Linked DNA regions of Ctenopharyngodon idella: region 2 is linked to region 1. Evidence: chromatin contacts called from public Hi-C data. All regions are on one chromosome and are shown on one strand. Each heading gives the region's core, a stretch centred on a gene start, on an enhancer-like site or on the middle of the called end of the contact. The rest is flanking DNA. Distances are from core to core; before and after follow the strand shown.

The links. Hi-C and Micro-C count contacts between places; a contact is called where the count stands out from the background.
Region 2: a contact with region 1 is called in a Hi-C map of muscle, with 5 times the contacts expected there. The contact joins the promoter of colgalt2a here to the promoter of cdc14aa in region 1. A contact is called at or near these places in 2 of 2 Hi-C or Micro-C datasets (both in muscle).

Annotation. Positions count from the first base shown.
Region 1 is chr2:21,505,971-21,511,284 of HZGC01, forward strand. cdc14aa (cell division cycle 14Aa) reads left to right here and starts at 2,179. Exons shown (of 15, transcript XM_051866793.1): 1 at 2,179-2,656; 2 at 3,094-3,184; 3 at 3,297-3,372; 4 at 5,064-5,156; 5 at 5,305-5,314. The coding sequence starts at 2,611.
Region 2 is chr2:21,651,456-21,656,769 of HZGC01, forward strand. colgalt2a (collagen beta(1-O)galactosyltransferase 2a) reads left to right here and starts at 2,638. Exons shown (of 12, transcript XM_051866822.1): 1 at 2,638-3,134; 2 at 4,892-5,005; 3 at 5,174-5,291. The coding sequence starts at 2,905. si:ch211-13f8.1 (partitioning defective 6 homolog beta) reads left to right here. Exons shown (of 5, transcript XM_051866872.1): 5 at 1-141.

The DNA.
Region 1 (5,314 bases), core at 929-3,428:
TGTTGACAGAACTCAAATAATGAGTATACAATAAATAACAAAATAATGTTTGCAACATAAAACATTAAATGAAATCAATAAATTAGAATTTATTGTAGTAAAGTAACCAGCTAGTAAGAGCTGTGTGAGTAAATCTCACTCCCCTGGCTTCAAGTAGTGCATAAGCAACTGACGCTAGAGGCTGTAGTCATAGCATTCTTGTTAGCGTGCCCATCTCCCCTGCATGCCGGAGACGCCGGTTCGAATCTCGCTCAGAGCGGGTCAAGTACGACCGGTTACATTTGGTGCCCTGACCCAGATCGGAGTGAGGTTGGGGGGGCTAGCTTGTAAGAGCTGTGCGAGTAAACCTTACTCCCCTAGCCTCAAGAAGCGCGCTGGCAACTGATCCTAGACTGTAATTTTTAGTGTCCTTGTCAGCGCGCCGTCTCCCATGCCGGAGACACCGGTTCGAATCCCGCTCGAAGCAGGTCGAGTAGGAATGGTTACATTTGGTGCCGTGACCCGGATGGCAGTGAGGTTTGGGGGGATGAGTGTAACGGAGTCTCCCATGCCGGAGACCCCGGTTTGAATCCCGCTCAGAGCGGGTCGAGTAGGAGTGGTTACAACAGGTCCCCTGAATTGCTTTTTATAGTAAACAATGCATGGAACAATGGTCAATTATACAGTTTAGCAGTCATTATACAGAAATATTTGATTTTAAAATGCTGTGATTGACCAATCAGTCATAATTACAAATAACATTCTACTTTTATATCTGACACTCTGTACATGTTTAGAAGCATGACATGTCAAGCAGCACTTGTGATATCTTGTTGCTTTTTTTCATTTCATCCAAGTCCTGTGGGGAAGAGCTCCTCCAGTGTTTCTCAAATATCTACAGTGCTGATAAGCTCTCCTGTAACGCTGTGGGTGACCTTGCCTGTTATTAGAAACCCTGTTCCATTTGGACTCTGGCCTCTAAGCATGTCCTCATCTCAGGTTTTACCTTAGCACTGTCTCACAGCCACTGACCCTTGAAGAGAAAGGGACATGCTTAGTGGATGTATGAGACTTGCAGTGGTGAAAATCCCATGCCGCGTTATTGTGGCAGAGATTGATGGAGACAATACGAATGTGTCACAGAGGTCGTATCGCAAACCCAATGAGAGTAAGAATTCAGCAGTGACATTCCCACCTCTATGGGAATTGAGAGTAACCAAAAACCTTTAACAGCACCGGAGCCGGGCGTTTTTGAAGTTGAGCTGTAACCTGAGGCCGTCACTTGAGCCGCTATTACCTTTGTTTCGTAGCAGGTGGAGCTGGGAGGAGTTCTGGAGAAATGCAGCTTATTTCTTCTGTTCTCTGACTCAAAGTATAATCGGCTGCCTCCAATTCATATGGGGGAGAACATAAGGTTGTGATTCTTCATCAGCAATATCCTCTTCCTCCATTTACGGACCTCAATGAAGGCATGTCCCATGTGCCGGCCTGGAGGGGACACTGGCGCTTCAAGCGCAGGCGTCCAGCCATGGTGCCACCAACAGCCTGGATAACCCACATCACAGGTCTATCCATCTATCTGTCTGTCTGTCTGTCTGTCTATTTACTTTAAATCATAAACTATATACTGTACACACTGCCTGTATTTTTACATGGTTAATGCTAAATGTATGCAGTTATGCTAATAGGATAGTATTTCTTTCTACACTGCTTTTAGAAAAAATAGCCTACTCTGTAAAGTGCAGAAAGTTGATTTGTGCTCTGTGATGCACAATGCAACGGGATGTTGGTATTTGTACATCCTGTGGTAGCTGATGTTGGCTGTAGCTGTAGCCTATGTGAGCTGACTCAGTTGAGCCTGATCATATTAAGAGTTTTAGAGTTAAAGCATGTCAGCTGCACGTGCGGCCGCTGATGGTAAGAGGTCAGATGGCTGTACACACACCCCAGGTTTCAGCTCAGTCATTAACTAAAAATCCCTAAAATGCTATCTATCCACATAAATTTAAAAATACAAATAATTATACAGTTATCTAAGAAATAAAAATACTTTCTTCAACAAAGTTGGATGCAAAAATGACGTTACTTCTTATTTCTGTGACTAAATCGTGTAATATGTATTAATCCAAAACATCATGCTCTAAAAGCAGGCACTCCGTCTCGAACCCTGATTGGTCGAAATTAACCCCCGCCTTAACAACGGGCATTTGTGTGGTGGCGTGGCACGTGGTTACTAGGCAATGTCTCTTTAACTTGTATCGTGAAGTTTTCAGCTATGGAAGAACGTGCAAGAAAACTCTAGCACAATATAAGTGCAAAAGATTACGGAAAACTGAAGGACACGAACATATATGAGATTAAACTGATGGAAAATATCAAGTTTTTAACTCACTTCCCGTTCAGAAGAGATTTAGAGGATTTGCCGTCTATACTCGACACAGAAGAGCTTATAGGACACAGAAGTGGGTTATAACAGGACTGTGTTGACGTCGTTAAATATAAATATAACGGATTTATTTTTAAGTAAAGTTACATTTGTTTTCAAAACTACCGGATATTCCAATATAACGTCCCTTTGGCACGAAAAGAAACTCGTGGAAATATTTAAAATCCTGAAGTTTCAGTATTAAAATGGGAGATGACAATGAGCTTCTCGGATCTTCTGAGTTTATCAAAGGTAATAAGATGAAAATAGTTATATCGTTTATATAAACAAAGGTTCAAAGGCAAATATTATTTTTTAATCTGCTAAATCCATAAGTAATGTTTTATAACATCAAAATCCTAGCATACTGTATGTTGTACTTTGTAATAATTTTCATGAATGTTATTAAAAACAATATAGCCTATAATGCTTTACAGATAAGTTGTTCATGTACATTCAGATATGTAGATATGAAAATGCTTTCAATGTGTCTTGCCATTTTGATTACTAATTATGTTACTAATGAAAGTAATTTTAAATTTGTACCTTTTGCTTCCTGTTGTAGTTTATCTTCAGATTGCTAGAATCAATTATACGTGTTTCCAGATGTGGTTTACCGTCATTTACTTTTTTTCTTTCTTTTTTAACTTATTCTGTATTCAGTTGTATTTTCTTTCCCGTCACCCCAGATCGACTGTATTTCGCTACTCTTAGAAGCAAACCCAAGAGCACAGCAAACACACATTTCTTCTGCACAGATGATGAATTTATATATGAAAAGTAAGTCTTTGTACGTTTTTTAACTGACCATGTAAAATTGCCATTTCTGATTGCTCATATTTGCTTGTTTCATTTGACAAGTGTTGACTTTATTGTCCATTTCTGTCTCAAGCTTTTATGCAGATTTTGGGCCCCTCAATCTGGCAATGCTGTACAGATATTGCTGCAAACTGAACAAAAAACTAAAGGTAAGATCATCTTCTTTGAATCGAATGGCTCAGTTTTTGCATCACAGCACTTGTTGTATTCCTAAAGACTTAATCAGAAATTCATATTTTACTTACTGATCAAATACAGGTCTTATGTTTTTTCATTTTTGTATTTGGATTTATTCATAAACATCGAGAAGAGCCTTTTTAGTTAGCACAGAAATTAGTTTGGTTGCCTAAAAGAAATTAGAATGGTTTGCCGAAGCATGATGCAGCGAGACACTTTAAAACCATTTTTCTCTTATTCCAGAAAAAAGTCCAAAATTCCATACATATGAATATATAAGTATATATATAGTGTATGAATCTTAGATAACAGAAACTTGAAGATGTTTTCCTGGAAAACCACAAAGGCTAATCCCCTGCAAATAGGTAGGTTAAGCCCAGCCTGACAAAATAAATGAAAATCACTATTAATAGTTCAGTTTTGTAAAACCTTAATATATGGTCACATCCCTTCACCACCAGCAGCAGCCGCCATGGCCTTAATGTCTATATTAAAAGTAAGTTATTTTATATGTAATAAGTTATTTATACCTTCTTGCAAGACTGTATGAGTCACAAGCAGTTCCTGCAGTGAGCAGTAGAGAGCGCTCTATTACTGTGAGTGACACAACAGAAGTTTCTGGCATGAATGAATGAACTTCAATGACTTTCTTTGTATCTGGACCTGACAGATTAAGGGTTATATGGGTCACGTTCAAGGTGTTTCTGTGCAGTATGTGCTTGTGTGAAGTGGGTACAAAAAAATGGGACATCCATGTAGCACATAAAACGTCTGGATTTTCTGACTAGTATTTTATATGTCAGGCTTTACATGGTTAAATGACAATAAAACTTCAAATGTACCGAATTGGCTTAATGTAATGAGAAATAAATTGTAGGTAAACTAAGCAATTCACTTCATCTTCCTCTGTCTGAGACATTGTTAATGCAGTACCATTCTACACAAAACAGCAAAATCAAAATTAAAATGGCAAGAAATGACTAGAGCCTTAAGTATTAATGGAACAGTTTACCCAAATATGAAAATTCTGTCATCAATTACGCACACTCGTGTCGTTCTAAACCTGAATGAATTTGTTTCTTCCATTTAACGTAAAAGGATATGTAATAGGCAGAATGTTCTACTCTTTTCAATACAGTCAAAATTGTGAGGTGGCTGTCAAGATCCAAAAATTACAAAAAGGCACCATGTAAGTACTACAGCAGTAGCCCATGTGCATATTTTCCAAACATTATTTTTGAGAAACAGAATGAAAGTTAAGTCATTGTTCACCAAACCTCTCCCTCATCGTAGGTTGTAAAATCTCATTTATACTATTTAAATACGTGTATTGGTTACAACAACATTTGGCATCATAAACAACAGACCTGCTCATCTTGTGAAATCCTGCTCGTCATGTGAACGAGAGCTGATAATCAGTTTATAACTGTTTAAAGGATGTCTTTTCTCTGGCTTCAGAGGACTTCAAATATGGCAAGACATATGGACTACTTTTAAAGTGAGCATGAAAAACAGCATGAACGTTCTACCTAACATCTCCTTTTGTGTTGTGCAGAAGAAAGAAAGTCATATACAGGTTTTTGAATGACATGAGGGGGAATAAATGATGAATGAATTTTCATATTTGGATCTAAACATGAATGTGTGTTGTGTATCTCTGCAGTCTTTCACTCTGTCCAGAAAGCGCATCATCCATTACACCAGTTATGACCAACGAAAGAGAGCCAATGCAGCCGTCCTCATCGGTGCTTATGCAGTGAGTCCAGCTCTGTATTTCTGTAACCTTAGAAGATGATAGTTTTTGTTGATATTTTGGGGATAAAATAATTATGAACAGTGAAACAAAGCTCTTGTTTCAGAGATTCTCAGGGAAATTGCTAGTTATGTCTTGCTTCTTTCTTCAGGTAATCTACT
Region 2 (5,314 bases), core at 1,388-3,887, 150 kb after region 1:
GTTAAGAAATCTAAAATGGCTTTTACAATACTTTGTAAACAGAGCAATAAAAAATAAAAACATTTAAAACTTGTATTTTTTTGTTTTGTTTTAAATACCTGCCTCTGGTCTTTTTTAAAGCTGCCGTCCGTAAGTTTTGCCTCTTTGTCGCCATCTCTGTTTGAAACCTGCAATTACAGTTATTTGCGGAATTATCATCTTTACGTGGGTTGTGCATCGGCATGGCTCCTCAGCGCGGATGAGTCTAATGTTTGTTGTCAGTCACGGTGTGGATACTGTACTTCAGAATCACAGATTCTACGTCTTGGAAGTATGACCAAAATAAGAATTTTCACTGGAAAATGTCATCTGAACAAGTAAGTAAAATGTCTGCCACTTTTGTTCTGATCAACTGAGAAAAAAAAGCATTACAATAAATCACGCTGCCAATGGTGATTAAATCTAATGATCGCTTAGCTCATATCATGTCGAACTAGAGCTGCACGATTCTGGATAAAATGAGAATCACGATTTTTTGGTTTCAAATAGAGATCACGATTCTCCCATGATTCTGAATATACAACCAAACAAAATAACATGTAAATTACTAGAGGTTCTGACAAAATATAAATTACTGACTCTAATTGCTGGAAAATGTTTGAATGAATTATTTAAAAAATGGTTTTGAATGAATTCAATGAGTCATTAATAAATACTTGTTTCATTGCTGGATGAATCAGTGTTTTTGAACGAATCTTTTGAATGAACGATTCAATGACAAATACATTTTTTAACAGTCAGTTGTCGCCACCTAGTGGAATTAGATGTAATTGATACAACCGTTATTTGACGTGCCAAGTTCGTTTCAAAAGGTAGTTTGCTCTATTTTGATCGCTATCGTAGACATCGGTGTTTAAATACTAACTTAAACCATGGAGATTTAAATACTAAATCTCAGTACTTCTGTGATAATGTGAATATTTGTAACACAGAAATAGAAATAACTGTGTGATTCAAAACGGCTCTCTCTGGCTCTGACAGCACGAACACAGATTTGAACTTTCCAGTATGATTTTGTCAAAGGTTTAATAGACGAGGGAAAATTGCTGTCATTAATAAATTAGGATCGCGTGGGTGCTTGAATCGAGATTGCGATCTTTTTACGATTAATCGTGCAGCTCTATGTCAAACCATGCAAATTATTATTATTGTTATACTTTGTTCTCAAATTGTTAATGTTAACAACATCAGCAATTGTGTGACTATGTGTATAGATTTCAATCTCTGTAGCCACTCCGCAGTCCGAAGTCTTTTGCTTTTTAATACGGGTGAATCCACCATCAAAATGATAGGCTAAGTTTAATTATTGCAGCTGCTGTGAGAAAAGGCTATAAATGATCTGCCGCCTGCAGCATCCTCCACATGCCATATAGCCTGCTAGCTGGGACTCGTTCTTTATGTAAACAGATGTGATGTAATGACGCAAAGACGAACGGCTGCATGCTCGAATTTCTCGCGGAAACCTACCAGTACCACCTGAATTAGAAAACATTATTACAAGCTTACCGTTGTGAATCAGACTAAGGTATGGAGATTGTTTTTAACGCTGGCTGGTTATGTGCTTGCTCAAAAATTGATTTTGGATCATTTTTAACCAAAAAAAAAAGTTATGGACTGCAGCTTTAATAATTGTAATGATTTTCGTTGTCAATGGATGGATGAATGAATGAATGGGGGGATTGCTACCTTGAAAATGGAAGCAATTTACAATAATAATAGGCTGTCAACACACATGTATGCTGATACAAAATACCACAGTTTCTGTAGATAGCTTTCAACAAATCATCTAGATATTTGTTCATATAATATTTTGTTAAATGGAATATTTAACAATATTTTGTTAAATTTACCCAAAAGTAAAAACACAAAAGAAGATATTTTGAAAAGAAGAAAGGAAGTAACTCTGGTTTGTGACAACATGAGGTGAGTTCAGTAAATGATGACAGAATTTTAATTTCTGAGTGAACTATCTCTTTAAATAAGCTAATTAGTAATTAATTACCTTAAATAACTGAATATGCTACAAGTCCAGCATACTAAACTGTATAGACATGACAAACAGTTTCATTCTTCACACTGAAAATGGAAGTTTAAATGCATTGTGTTGTGGGATACAGTCACGCAGTGTAATCTGTTTTCTGCACATTTTAGCAAACGAAGCATGTCATGTAGGTCTTCCATACATGAAGAAAATCTGAATAATTAAGACAGTATACATATGACTGACATTTTAAGATTAATGTTATTCCAGACAGAAGCATAATATTAAAGATATGTCACTTTCTCCATCTGCTGGTCAGATTTCATAAATGCAACTTTGAACTTTGCCATTGTCATATTATATGGGATCAAGTTGTCAGTTGGGGAAACTGCTATAGTAGACACTAAACTATAAAACAAAACACTTAATGAAACATGTATAAAAGGTAGCCTAATACAAAAACATACAAAAAATTAAAATATGTATTTTTTTTCCGAACAAAAATGATAATTTCTGCATCTTTTTGCACCAGTTGCCCATGTGGATAATCCAGCCCATGAAATACATATTTCTTCAAATAATTTTTATAACATTTTAGCTGGAGGGTTGAAGTTTTGCCTCATAAGAACACAATCTCATTGAATATAAGCACACTTTTTTAAAAAACATCCACTACAATACATTGGGGTGCACTACAATTTTTTTATTTGCTGTGTGGCTTTATTTATTCACTAATTTGCATCTAAGTGTATGCTATTCTTTTACAGTTCTTTCACTCAAATGACTTGCATATAGGGCAGAGCACACTCAAACCTCCCCCGTCAGTCTTCACATTCTCTGACTAGTATCCTATAGTATGGTATGCTTCTGCACATTCAGACACTATGACGGACCTAAGAGCATCTGAAAAGCTTCTGTTTGGGCTGTTACTGTTACAGACATGGCTCGGCTTTATTCATACACTCATTGACCTGGAGCCTGTTCTGCACGAGACATCTCTACTCAAACCCAAAGTAGTCATTGCCATTTTGGCCCGTAACGCTGAACACAGCCTTCCTTATTTTCTGGGATGTATTGAGAGACTGGATTATCCCAAGGACCGGATCTCTATATGGTAACTAATTTTTGTTTCATGTTAGTTACATATATCCTTTCAAATGCATGTTGAACTTTATTTCTATGTAAAATTTTAATAAAGTTTAATAGGAAGACATAATGGATTAGGACGTATAGGAATGTATGCATCATGGTAACACTTGCAATAATAGCATCCCTCATTATTATATTTAAAAAGAATAACAGATCATCACATAGCAATTAAAAAAAAAACTTCATGTATACTCACATTTGAATCTGCATACTGATCTATTTAGCGTTACATTACGAGTTACAGGTTTAATGTCTTATTGCTGAAGGTTACCATAATGTGTTAGTGCTATTATCACACAGTCTAAGATATATAATACATGTGTCAGTGGTTTTGTATTTGACCACATACTGAACTGAGCACAAGGCTTTTAATTACACCTTAGTCTGAAATATCCTGGAAAGCTTGAAAAGTAAATATGACAAGAATCACAGTGAAGTGAAAGAATGCAGATGGGTAAAAGGAGAAAAGAAGGAGAAAGTGCAGGCAGTTTGCACTTCAATAAATAGGAAAAATGTGACCAATAATAATGTCTTCTTATATGATTTATTTTTATATTATTATTAATAATAATGTATTTATTTATTTAAATAATTAATATTATTATTTTAAAACAAATAAAAATAAATAAAAGTACCTATTATTATTAGTAAGGCTGGGTAAAAAATATTGATTTCTCGATTTTAATCGATTCTCATTTTTACGAACCGATATCGATTCTTAAATCCCAAGAATCGATTAGTCTAGTCTGTTTTCAGTTGATGAATGAACAGAGCATGTAGCGCGTCTCCCATCCAATAAATAGCAATAATCTTTGTGCTTTGTTACTTTTAATATGAAGCAAAGTCTCAGATTTCAAATGACGTCCATCTTATTATGAGATTAAAAAAATAAATACCGTTTTGGCGCTGATTAGTATGACGTGACAGACCGCTTTCAACCTCGGAAAGATGTCAATAAAACAGCTTGTAAACAATGTCACGTAACGTCACATTTACCTCAGAAAAACATATTCAGTGACCATAAACTCGTTAGTCAGCTAGAAAAATTAACTCTAGAGAGCAGAATTCTGATAAATATAGCTATGCACCGTTACATATTCATTATAATGTTCTTCAATCAATATTTAATGCATGTTTGAATAAATCAGTTATGACAGCCACGATTTAAATGTTTATATTAAAAAAAAAATTAGTTAGCATTAGCATTAGTTGAGAGATTTTTTCCTCTAGAAAATTTGCCACGTACTGCAACTGATACAGTACATCCAAAATAATCAATATCAAATCAATTCAAATCGAAATCGAATCGAATCACAATCATGTGAATTGAAATCGAATCGAATCGTGAAAATTGTGTCAATACCCAGCCCTAATTATTAGTAGTAATATTATTTTATTAATTAATTTATTAGTTAATTGATTTTTAAAAAAAAAACTTTTTCTTTTTACTTCTGTGCACCCCCTTATAGCCCCTGTAGGTCCCTGTTCAAAAGAAAGGCATTTATTTGAAATGGAAATCTTCTGTAACATAATAAATGTTTTTAATGTGTTTTTTGATCAATTTAATGATCTTTGCTGAATGAAAATATTCATTTATGTTTTTTTTTTAAAAAATCTTACTGACTCCAACCTTTTGAAAATTAGTTTTGTATGACAAGATGATGATGTTAAAAAAATGCTAAATGCTAATTCTGGTCCTAACATGGACTTTCTGTTTATCAGGGCTGCTACCGATCACAATATTGACAACACCACTGCAATGCTGCATGAATGGCTCTCTGGAGTGGAGAGTTTGTATCATTTGGTACAACTGCAGACGATGGAGGAGGAGAAGAGGTGACAACACATGCACATTACATTCTATTAGAACTTACTTACCATAAGTAACATAAAAATTTTAATGTTGTACAAAATTAATATATTTATAAAGAAGGAAACATCTCATGTGTCTGTGTATACTGAAGCATTCAGTTCTCATTCAATAGTTATTATAATTATTTACAGTTATTATATAGATGAGCTGGGTCCTAAGCACTGGACGGAGTCTCGGTTTACCCATGTGATGAAATTGAGGCAGGCTGCGCTCACATCAGCCAGGGCACAGTGGGCAGACTACATTCTGGTGAGATGACATCTCCTATTGTA